3 separate regions of the Mus musculus genome follow, and regions 1 and 3 are each linked to region 2. A link is a contact called in public HiChIP or PLAC-seq data. All regions are on one chromosome and are shown on one strand. Each heading gives the region's core, a stretch centred on a gene start, on an enhancer-like site or on the middle of the called end of the contact. The rest is flanking DNA. Distances are from core to core; before and after follow the strand shown. Region 1 holds the start of Tomm20 (translocase of outer mitochondrial membrane 20). Region 2 holds the start of Kcnk1 (potassium channel, subfamily K, member 1). Region 3 holds the start of Rbm34 (RNA binding motif protein 34).

Region 1 (2,990 bases), core at 48-2,547, 950 kb after region 2:
TAACTACGAAAAATTAAAAAACTCATTTAGAAATTCGAGAGAATGGAGTAACTGACTGACTGCAGCCCCCAAGAAAGCGAAACAAAAAAGGCCAGATTATTCCAACAAATGTGCTTTCAGACTATATATTGAAAAATAAAGAGTCTCTGTAAATTCATGGGTGGATCACATGTCCATGACTTCCCAAGGCGTGCCAAGATTTCCCTCCGGTAAAACTCTTTGAAGATGTCGCAGGTATGAAATAAGACTGAGCCACGTGAGGAGCGCAGCCCTTTGGACTCCCCCGCACTTTGTCTAGCATTCACTCATATCTTGGAAGCACCAGAGCAAAGCTGCCAAGAGGGTTTAAGAATGCAAGGACGACACCCCACTGTGCTAGTGCTGGGGCAGCACCGTCGACGGGTTTGCTGAATAGAGCACCACCGCCTTCGGGGTAGGCACCCGTCTGAAAAGCTAGCAATGAGAGGCACCAAGAGTTCGAAGCCGACCTACCAACTGCAGCAGTCCCCTGTCGTAAACACACATAAAGAATGATTGTTTTCAACGGTGACTGTTATAGAGAAAGGCTCGTGCCTGTTATCACAGCACTAGGTTGAAGCGGGGGGCTGGGGAGGTGGTGGTGGTGCTGGCTGCCACGAGGTCGAGGCTAGCGCGGGTTACAGCCTGAGCTACACAGGAGGACCCTGTCTTCAACACAAGTTGAGTGGGGGGGAATGGAGCTGGGCGTGGTGAGACCTTGAAACTGGAGGATAACCACCTTAACCTGAGCTAAAGACCTGTCTCCCACCCCCCATCCCCCAGAATTACAGAGCTGGGGAAAGGCAAAAAAGTGCTACCCCTCCCCCGAATCAGCATGCATTCCACCGCCAGCAAGATGGAGCCAGGTCGCCTCCAAGATGGAGGCCCGCGGGCACAGGCGGGACCCTGGCCGCAAGAGCGCGACGCCGGGGAGCACTCGGGGGCGCGCGGGGCCCACTCACGTTCTCGAAGCCTGTTCTTGAAGTTGGGGTCACTCCGCCTTTTGCGGTCGAAGTAGATGCAGTACCCGATGAAGAGGGCACCGCACACGCCCGCGGCGATGGCGCTGTTCCGGCCCACCATCTTCGCTCGACTGGGGCGTACGCCGGGCCGCGGCAGCCCGCCTGGCAGCGGTTAGCTCCGACCGATCGGAGCACGCCGGCCGCTCGCAGCCGCCTGCCTCCAGTCCAGACGGAAAAGGCCGAGCGCGAGGACTTCCGGCGCGCGAGGACCCCGGGGGAAGGTCCGCGGCGGGCTGTCCGCGGCGGTGCCTGCGCGGGAACGCCTGGTGCGCACGCGCAGATGGACCCAGTCTGCGCGGCTGAGACGCCAAGCTGGGGGCGGGGCGTGCACTGCAGAAGGATTTGTGCGTCATCCCGTGACCAGGGGGTCAGGGGCAGCACGTGTTTGTGGCGTGCTGAGTCAGAAGCCTCTAATCCACTGTCCTTGCTAATGAAAGACGAAGGTGGGAGCCGGCTGAGAACAGCATCTCATCTCACTGTGTCCTTCAGGAAGCCTGTGACTTGAAGTGCATGCGTTTGCTTTTTAGGTTTTTGAGACGGGCTCTCCCCTTGTAGCATAGTAGGGTCTGGAACTTGCTGTGTAGTCTGCCCTGGCCTCGAACCTGCAATCCTTTTGCCTCATCCTCTGAGCTGTGGTTTTAAAGGAAGACCTGAGCCGCCTGATCTGGCAGTATTTGCTTTGTAAATTGCGTTGTGACTGAGATTAGACACAATGATTGACTGCAAAATAATTTTATGATGTAGCCCTGGTGCGGAGAAGAAAAATGGGTTAATTCGTTCAAAAAAATTTAACCTGTAAGGAATGCAGAAGGGCAAAAAAAAAAAAAAAAAAAGTCTATGGGTGGCCCTGATTTGTGCCGTCATTAAACTGCAGTCTTGTCGTTCTCTCCCTCCTCCACAACCCCCATCAAGATTCCCAACCAGCTCGTTACTAATGCTCGAACCCACCCACCACACTTGTGGCTGGCTTTTGAAGGAAAGGCAGTCTGGTACAGCAACTGCTCCCTTCACTGAGGAAACATCGAAACCTGGGACAGTGACAAGCTATGCTGCAGTCTCTGAGAATTGGGTACAGTGATAAGAGGTAGCCGATGCAAGCCTTTCCTGCACCTCTCATTGTAAGAATGCTTTTTTTTTTCATTTATGCATATGAGTGCTCTACCTGCATGTACACCTTCGTACCAGAAAAGAGCATTAGATAGCATTACAGATGGTCGTGAGCCACCGTGTGGTCGCTGGGAATTGAACTCAGCACCTCTGGAAGAATAGCCAGTGCTCTTAACTGCTGAGCCATCTCTCTAGCCCCTTTAAGGATTTTTTGAAGCTATGTTAAGGGAGAAAAAAAGTTTACAAGAAAAAAATGTTTCATACTCATGACTAATCAGTACTTAGCCAGCACTTTTATAACAAAGCCAACTTCTATCCACTCTTGACCACTTATATACATAGTCTTGTGGCTATTAAGTATTTTATCAGATAGAACGTACCAAGAAATTACACTAAGCATCTTTAGAAAATTTCCTACAAAATACATTTTTTAATGATTTACACAATCATAGTAGCACACACATTCTAAAGGAGGAATTTCAACAGTTACACAGTACCGAATTCCAAAGTATCTAGGGCCAGTGAGATGGCTGAGTGAGTCCATGCTTTGGAAGGAGAAAACTCCAGAGTTTTCTTCTGGCCTCCACATTCACATCATACACATATTAAATAAAGTTACATCTATGCATGTATATAACCTGCTCACTCACAGGAGCTGTAAGTTGTACATAGATTATATATGCACGCACAATCTAATGTTACATCTTTATATAGTTTATGCAAAAATGCTCCAGAGTGATCAGGTAAAATTGCTGAAATTTAACTGAAAAGGTTCTAAATACTGTAAGGAAAACCAACCATAAATTATCCAGTCTTGGATACAGGAAATAGAGCTTTCTCTGC
Region 2 (2,870 bases), core at 274-2,773:
ACACTCTCTATGAATATATGACTTCTAAGAACGTCTGTTCAGTAGGCAGATGATGGAATTTTCCAAGTATTTAGATTAATTCGGATTTACTTTAATGCTTTCTCTTACTGATATCATCTACCATAGATGAGGAGTATTTTTTTTTAATATAAGAAATTGAAGCTACCTCTCTCCTCTACTTCCCCACAAACAGCTGCTGGAGGCAGTTCTACTTCTACATGTTAGCCTGCTTTGCAGACACAGTTCTGTTACAGGGTACAGCATAAACGGTTCGCATATTTGAGATTCCAGACAGCTGTGCTTACGTCTGCATAGTCTTCAAATTCATCTTTAAAGATCAGATGTCATCTTGGCTGGGGAACGGTTCAGCAGTCCAGGTGCTAACCACGGTCCCGGCAACCGGAGTCCATTCCCGGAGTTCATTGGAGACATTGATAATAATGATAATGCTATGATGATGATGATGATGCTTCAACATTTTTTTTTTTAATTCGAGTCCTGAGTGTCTGACCACAAGTCTGGGTACCCAAGTACTTTACCACTACGTCATCTTTCCTGCTCCCATTCCCCTAGTTAGGAGCCTTTAGAATGTCCCTGACTCTTGACTCCATGTGCATGTAATGACAAAAATACACCTCTGTGTGTGGAGTGGTGGTTTGAATGAAAATGGCCCCCACAGGCTCATAGGGAGTGGCGCTATTAGGAGGTGTAGCCTTGTTGGAGGAAGTGTGTCGCAGGGGATTGAGCTTTGAGGTTTTAAATGCTCACGCTGACCCAGTTTTATTCTTTCTCTCTCTCTCTCTCTCTCTCTCTCTCTCTCTCCTGTTTGCCAATCCAGATGTAGAACACTCCGCTCTTTCTCCAGTATCATGTCTGCCTGTGTGCCACCATGTTCCCAGTCATGATAATTATAGACTAAACCTCTAAAACCGTAAACCAGACCCAGGTAAATATTTTCCTTTATGAGAACGGCTGTGGTCATGGCGTCTCTTCACAGCAATAAAAACCTAAGACAATAGGTATGATGTATGGCACGATATATAAGACAGGATACAGCTATGCTGAGTCTTATGTATGTGACTGTCATCCTTCTCTAGGAAGTGTCACAGAGTCAGGTCCTCCACCCCCACCCCTAGAAGCACACAGCTAGACTCTAGAAGCACACGGCTGCACATGTCTATGCAGAAATGTAGAACCCAACCTCATCCACCATCAGTTCCTCCGTGCCCTAGCGCACATTTCCATTTCTGTCTCCTGACCACGAAGTCCTTAAAGTTTGGGGTATTGTTTAGGCTAAAATCCAGAAGCTGTGTTTTCCTGTTCCAGGTGGAGGATGGGGTCAGGAGAGGATTCAAGTAGCTTTTTAGAAAGAGGTTCATTGTATTTTCAATAGTCTGGGCAGCAAATGGCTTAGCTGTCCAGTCAACAAGACAGAGGAAGACAGGATCTATCTGTACCCTTGGTATTTGGCTATAGTAGCTTTAATCAGGAGGAATGCCTGGGGGGACAAAAGTAGCTAGGACGGGGGTTACGGTGGCGCGCGCGCGCGCGCGCACACTCTCTCTCTCTCTCTCTCTCTCTCTCTCTCTCTCAGCTCAGGCCTGCTGACTGCACTGGGGAAGGGAAGAGGGAGCCAGGCAGCCTCCGGGTGGCCTGGCCAGGGTCTGGCGCCACCAAACCTGCACTTTCCGGTTTCGGAAGCCAGGTAGGGGGCGCGGGCAGCCAGCAGCTCCCGCCAAGTGGGTGAGAGCGCTCCGCCCGACCAACTCCCGCTACCTGAGCCGGCCACCACGTCACCGCCACATCATCTGGCCTCTTGTATTTGCACGAAACCAGGAAAGGGAGCGGCGGCGGGAGGCGCGGAGCGCGGGCGCCGGGAAGATGCTGCAGTCCCTGGCCGGCAGCTCGTGCGTGCGCCTGGTGGAGCGGCACCGTTCGGCCTGGTGCTTCGGCTTCCTGGTGCTGGGCTACCTGCTCTACCTGGTGTTCGGCGCCGTGGTCTTCTCGTCCGTGGAGCTGCCTTATGAGGACCTGCTGCGCCAGGAGCTGCGCAAGCTGAAGCGGCGCTTCCTGGAGGAGCACGAGTGCCTGTCGGAGCCGCAGCTGGAGCAGTTCCTGGGCCGCGTGCTGGAGGCCAGCAATTATGGAGTGTCGGTGCTCAGCAACGCCTCGGGAAATTGGAATTGGGACTTCACCTCGGCGCTCTTCTTCGCCAGCACCGTGCTCTCCACCACAGGTAGGGCCGCTGCTGCCACCTTACCCCAAACCCCGGCGTCCCCAGGCCTCCGCTGGGCGCATCCTGCGGTGGCTCGCAGTGGCGGCAGCCAGTGAGGTGACCCCGGAGCACGATATGGGTACTGCAGCTGTTACTCTTTGGGAATGGTCTCAAACACTCTGGACCTTGAGGCTGCAGGGGTCTCATTCACTTCTCCGTCCTTGTGAGGAGCAGGTAGGAGCTGATGGGAGGGTAGGTCCCCGACATTTCTGTCCTGGCAACTGAGCAGCAAGACCAGGAGATGAGGAGAGTATCCTGTGCTTAAGAGCGTTCGCCTCCTTCTGGCCCCATCCCAGAGACCCCAGGCCGAGAAACCTAGCAATGACCCTTGGATGGGTCACCTTCATGACTGTGACTCCCTTCCCTACTGTAGACCTATTACAGCTTCTTTGGATCTGTTTTGGGGACAGTGGTGACATCACTCTGCTCTCTGCAGGTGACCTCTAAGCAGGCAGGCCTATGGGGGTTTCAGAGTAGGAGGAAGGGTGGGAGAAGGGAAGGGAGTCACTTGACCTGGGCCCCACATGGTGGGGCTTCCTGAATCAGCGGTTACTTCAACTTTAGGTGCGTTGAGCTTCTCTTCTACTTTGAGGCT
Region 3 (3,034 bases), core at 15-2,514, 980 kb after region 2:
CTAAAAAGCTGATCTACCAGTATCTGTTCGCTTAGGATAAATGGCTTTCTTGTATCTTTTAACCCTGTATGAGACTTTGTATAATGTATTTTTTAAATTTCAGAATATGCAGTGAAAAAAATTAAGATGAACATTAAAAAAAAAAAAAAAAAAACTGCCTGAGGTATTTAATATAGCAAAAAGGAGATTTCTACCAACCTGTTTGCCAGTCTTTTGTCTGCATCAGAGAGTTTCTTCACTTTCACTTTTCTCGAAGGCTCTTGCAAAACTGGCTTTTTAGTTTGGGACACACTCTCTTCTTCATCATCATCATCATCATCAAGTTTTCTTTTTTTAGATGTTTCCTTTCAAAAGTTTGAAGTCATATTTAAAACCTCAAACTTTAAAAAAAAAAAAAATCCTGACCCTAAAGCTGTGTGTTGTGGCTTATATCTGTAATTCCAGTATTCAGGAATAGAGGCAGGAGGAACTGTGCCAGGCCAGCCAGAGCTACATAGCAAAGTCCCTCCGTCTCCAAGTCCCTGAGCAGTACTCCGATGTGCCTTTCTACATGGATACTTCTTCACGGGTTACGGAGAGAAGCAGAATATTCTTGCAGCACCAGCCATTCAGTGGAAAGGTGAGGCAGGAATATAGAATCTGGGTTACCGTGTATTCTAAGCGTGCGCAACTAGTGTGATCCTGTCTCAAAATAAAAAAGTCAAGTCGGACATGGTGGGAGCGACTCTGTAATCTCAGAACTCAAGGCTGGAGAAGGATCAGGAGTTTAGTTCATCCTCGGATACATAACTGAAATTTGAGGCTTACACGGTCTACAGGTGACCCTGCCAATCAAATAGGCTGAGGGTGAAGCGCTAGCCCTGCTCAAAGGACCAGACAGTCACTGCTGTCAGGAGAGTGACCCTCTACATCTCTCTCTACCGGGATACTCAGGGTGCAGCCCGGCGACTCACCTGGGGCACAGGCACAAATACAGGAGGAGCCGATGGCTCCGCGGTGCTGAAGAGAGCGGCCAGCCGCCCCGTCCCGCCTCCAGGAGGCCGCGGGCCGCCCCGCAAGCTGTCGGCGACCTGTCCCACCAGGTAGTCGCTGGCCGCACAGCTCACGCCGTCTCCAGAGCTCTGTCTGCAAACACAAGAGCACTCTTCAGCCACGCCGCGCCACTCACCGCCAACCCATCCACACCAACGCCCGCCGCCACTCACCTCCGCTCCGAGCCCTTCCTTCTCTTGCGTTCCTCCCCTCCCAGAGCCATGCTGAAAACTGAGCTTCCGGGATGGAAGTCCTAGGTCCGCGCTTCTGGGATCCGACTAGTCATGCGTTCCCTCTGGTTCCGGGTTCCGGCAGCCTCCGGGTTCCGACTACTTCCGTTCTAAGGCTGAGCTCTTCCGCTCAGGACCACACCCCCTCTCCCCATTCAGCCCGTGGCTGCGCAGGAGCCGCGCTATGCTTAATACTAATGGTTTTGCAGTCCGCAGGCGTCTCAGGGAAACCTAGGCTGAGGGAGTGCAGCAAGTCTCACGAGTAGCTGAGGCCTCGTGTTAGTACGAGGGTCAGCTAAAACCTGACATAGTGGCTTAGGTCTTTAATCCCAGAATTTGGGGCTCGAAGTAGCCGGATTACCTCGATTTCCAGGACCGGCTAAAACCACATGGCTCCAGCATAGCTACCTCGTCTCAAATAAAACAAGCCCCCCCGCCCCCCAGGCTTAGGGAAGGCTGTCGGCCACAGCTCATTAAGGAAGGAGGTTTCCAAGAGAAATGGGGCTACAGGGATGTGTCTTAGCAGTCGGGGAAGGGTACACCTTTCCCGAAGTTTGACGTTTCAAAGTCGGCAGAAAACAAGTATTTGGGATCACAGTTTAACTGGTCACATCCTTGTACTATTCCGTCTTCAAAGCCGCCCTGTCATTTATTTTTATATTTATTTATTATTATACATAAGTACATTGTAGCTGTCTTCAGACACACCAGAAGAGGGTGTCAGATCTCATTATGGATGGATGTGAGCCACCATGTGGTTCCTGGGATTTGAACTCAAGACCTTCTGAGGAAGAGCAGTCAGTGCTCTTATCCACTGAGCCATCTCACCAGCCCCCTCCCCACCTCCCGTCATTCTTTAAGTAAATTCATACTTAGATTTTTTTTTAATAGTGGCTTATATTTGTAATCCCTGTTCTCTAGGGCCTAGGTAGAGCTTGGCCATGATTTTGAGGCTATTCTGGGATATGCGGTCGTAGCCTCTTTTGCCTGCAGGAAGTCCAGCATGTTGGGATCTCCCCAGTTACCAAGATAGAGAGACACCCAAGTGAGCTTGCAGGCCAGATTTAAAGCACATTAGGGAATGCTGGGGTAGGTGACCTCTATGTTAATATGTTGGGTCTATCTCTAGGGATACTGACATTCCATTACTGGGATGTGGGGGCTGGAAACTTGCTGGGGAGGTCTGGGAACTGTTACTGAGGAACTCTGGAAACTGCTGCTGACCCATTGTGCTTGCTTCAGGCCAGGTGGCTGGGACATTCCATTACCTGGGCATGAAAGCTGGAGCCTGGGCTTTTTCCTGTTAGTAATTGACTTGTCTGGACTTGCCCAGTTTTTAGGCCTGGTCTCCTAAACTCCTATTTGAAGTCTGTCACGGAGTCAGCCTAGGCTTCTCATTCCTCCCTTTCAGTAATGGGCCAACTCTAACCCTTGAGAGGTTTCCGAGGCCCCTGCACTAGCAGCTCCAGCCAGCCCTATGTTAAGGAAGAGAACCTAGTAACACAGCAGAAATGGCCACATTTAACTTGATTGATTGGAGGTGCTAGCTGGTTGAAGACATAAAAATCCTCAGTCGTATTTACAACCAGGCCATAAATGCATGGAGTGAGTCTCCAGGTATAAGCCCTCCAATCATTCTCTGGGGGCAGCCTGTATCCTGCATCAGTAGGGGTTACAGTATGGTTGCAGAGGTGGAAATAGACACTTCAATGAAGTGAAGATTACCTAAGACTTGAGACCAAAGAAGTGTTGCAAAACTAGCTATGCAAACC

What was found. HiChIP or PLAC-seq counts read pairs in DNA pulled down with a chosen protein or histone mark.
Region 1: a contact with region 2 is called in an H3K27ac HiChIP or PLAC-seq map of embryonic stem cells, with 3 times the contacts expected there. The contact joins the promoter of Tomm20 here to the promoter of Kcnk1 in region 2. A contact is called at or near these places in 1 of 39 promoter capture datasets (hippocampal neurons) and 4 of 115 datasets of contacts at active chromatin or transcription factors (astrocytes, embryonic midbrain, embryonic stem cells and 1 more).
Region 3: an H3K27ac HiChIP or PLAC-seq map of embryonic stem cells shows a contact between it and region 2, with 10 times the contacts expected there. The contact joins the promoter of Rbm34 here to the promoter of Kcnk1 in region 2. A contact is called at or near these places in 5 of 115 datasets of contacts at active chromatin or transcription factors (embryonic stem cells, epiblast stem cells, forebrain and 1 more).

Annotation. Positions count from the first base shown.
Region 1 is chr8:126,944,624-126,947,613 of GRCm38.p6, forward strand. Tomm20 (translocase of outer mitochondrial membrane 20) reads right to left here and starts at 1,298. Exons shown (of 5, transcript NM_024214.2): 1 at 981-1,298. The coding sequence starts at 1,101. LOC115486982 (a long non-coding RNA gene) reads right to left here and starts at 974. Exons shown (of 2, transcript XR_003947623.1): 1 at 1-974. It overlaps LOC115487043 (a small nucleolar RNA gene), which reads right to left and starts at 357; the gene lies at 224-357. It overlaps Rbm34 (RNA binding motif protein 34), which reads right to left. Exons shown (of 11, transcript NM_172762.3): 11 at 2,549-2,990.
Region 2 is chr8:125,993,579-125,996,448 of GRCm38.p6, forward strand. Kcnk1 (potassium channel, subfamily K, member 1) reads left to right here and starts at 1,524. Exons shown (of 3, transcript NM_008430.2): 1 at 1,524-2,236. The coding sequence starts at 1,882.
Region 3 is chr8:126,969,785-126,972,818 of GRCm38.p6, forward strand. It overlaps Rbm34 (RNA binding motif protein 34), which reads right to left and starts at 1,265. Exons shown (of 11, transcript NM_172762.3): 1 at 1,206-1,265; 2 at 954-1,125; 3 at 199-344. The coding sequence starts at 1,255.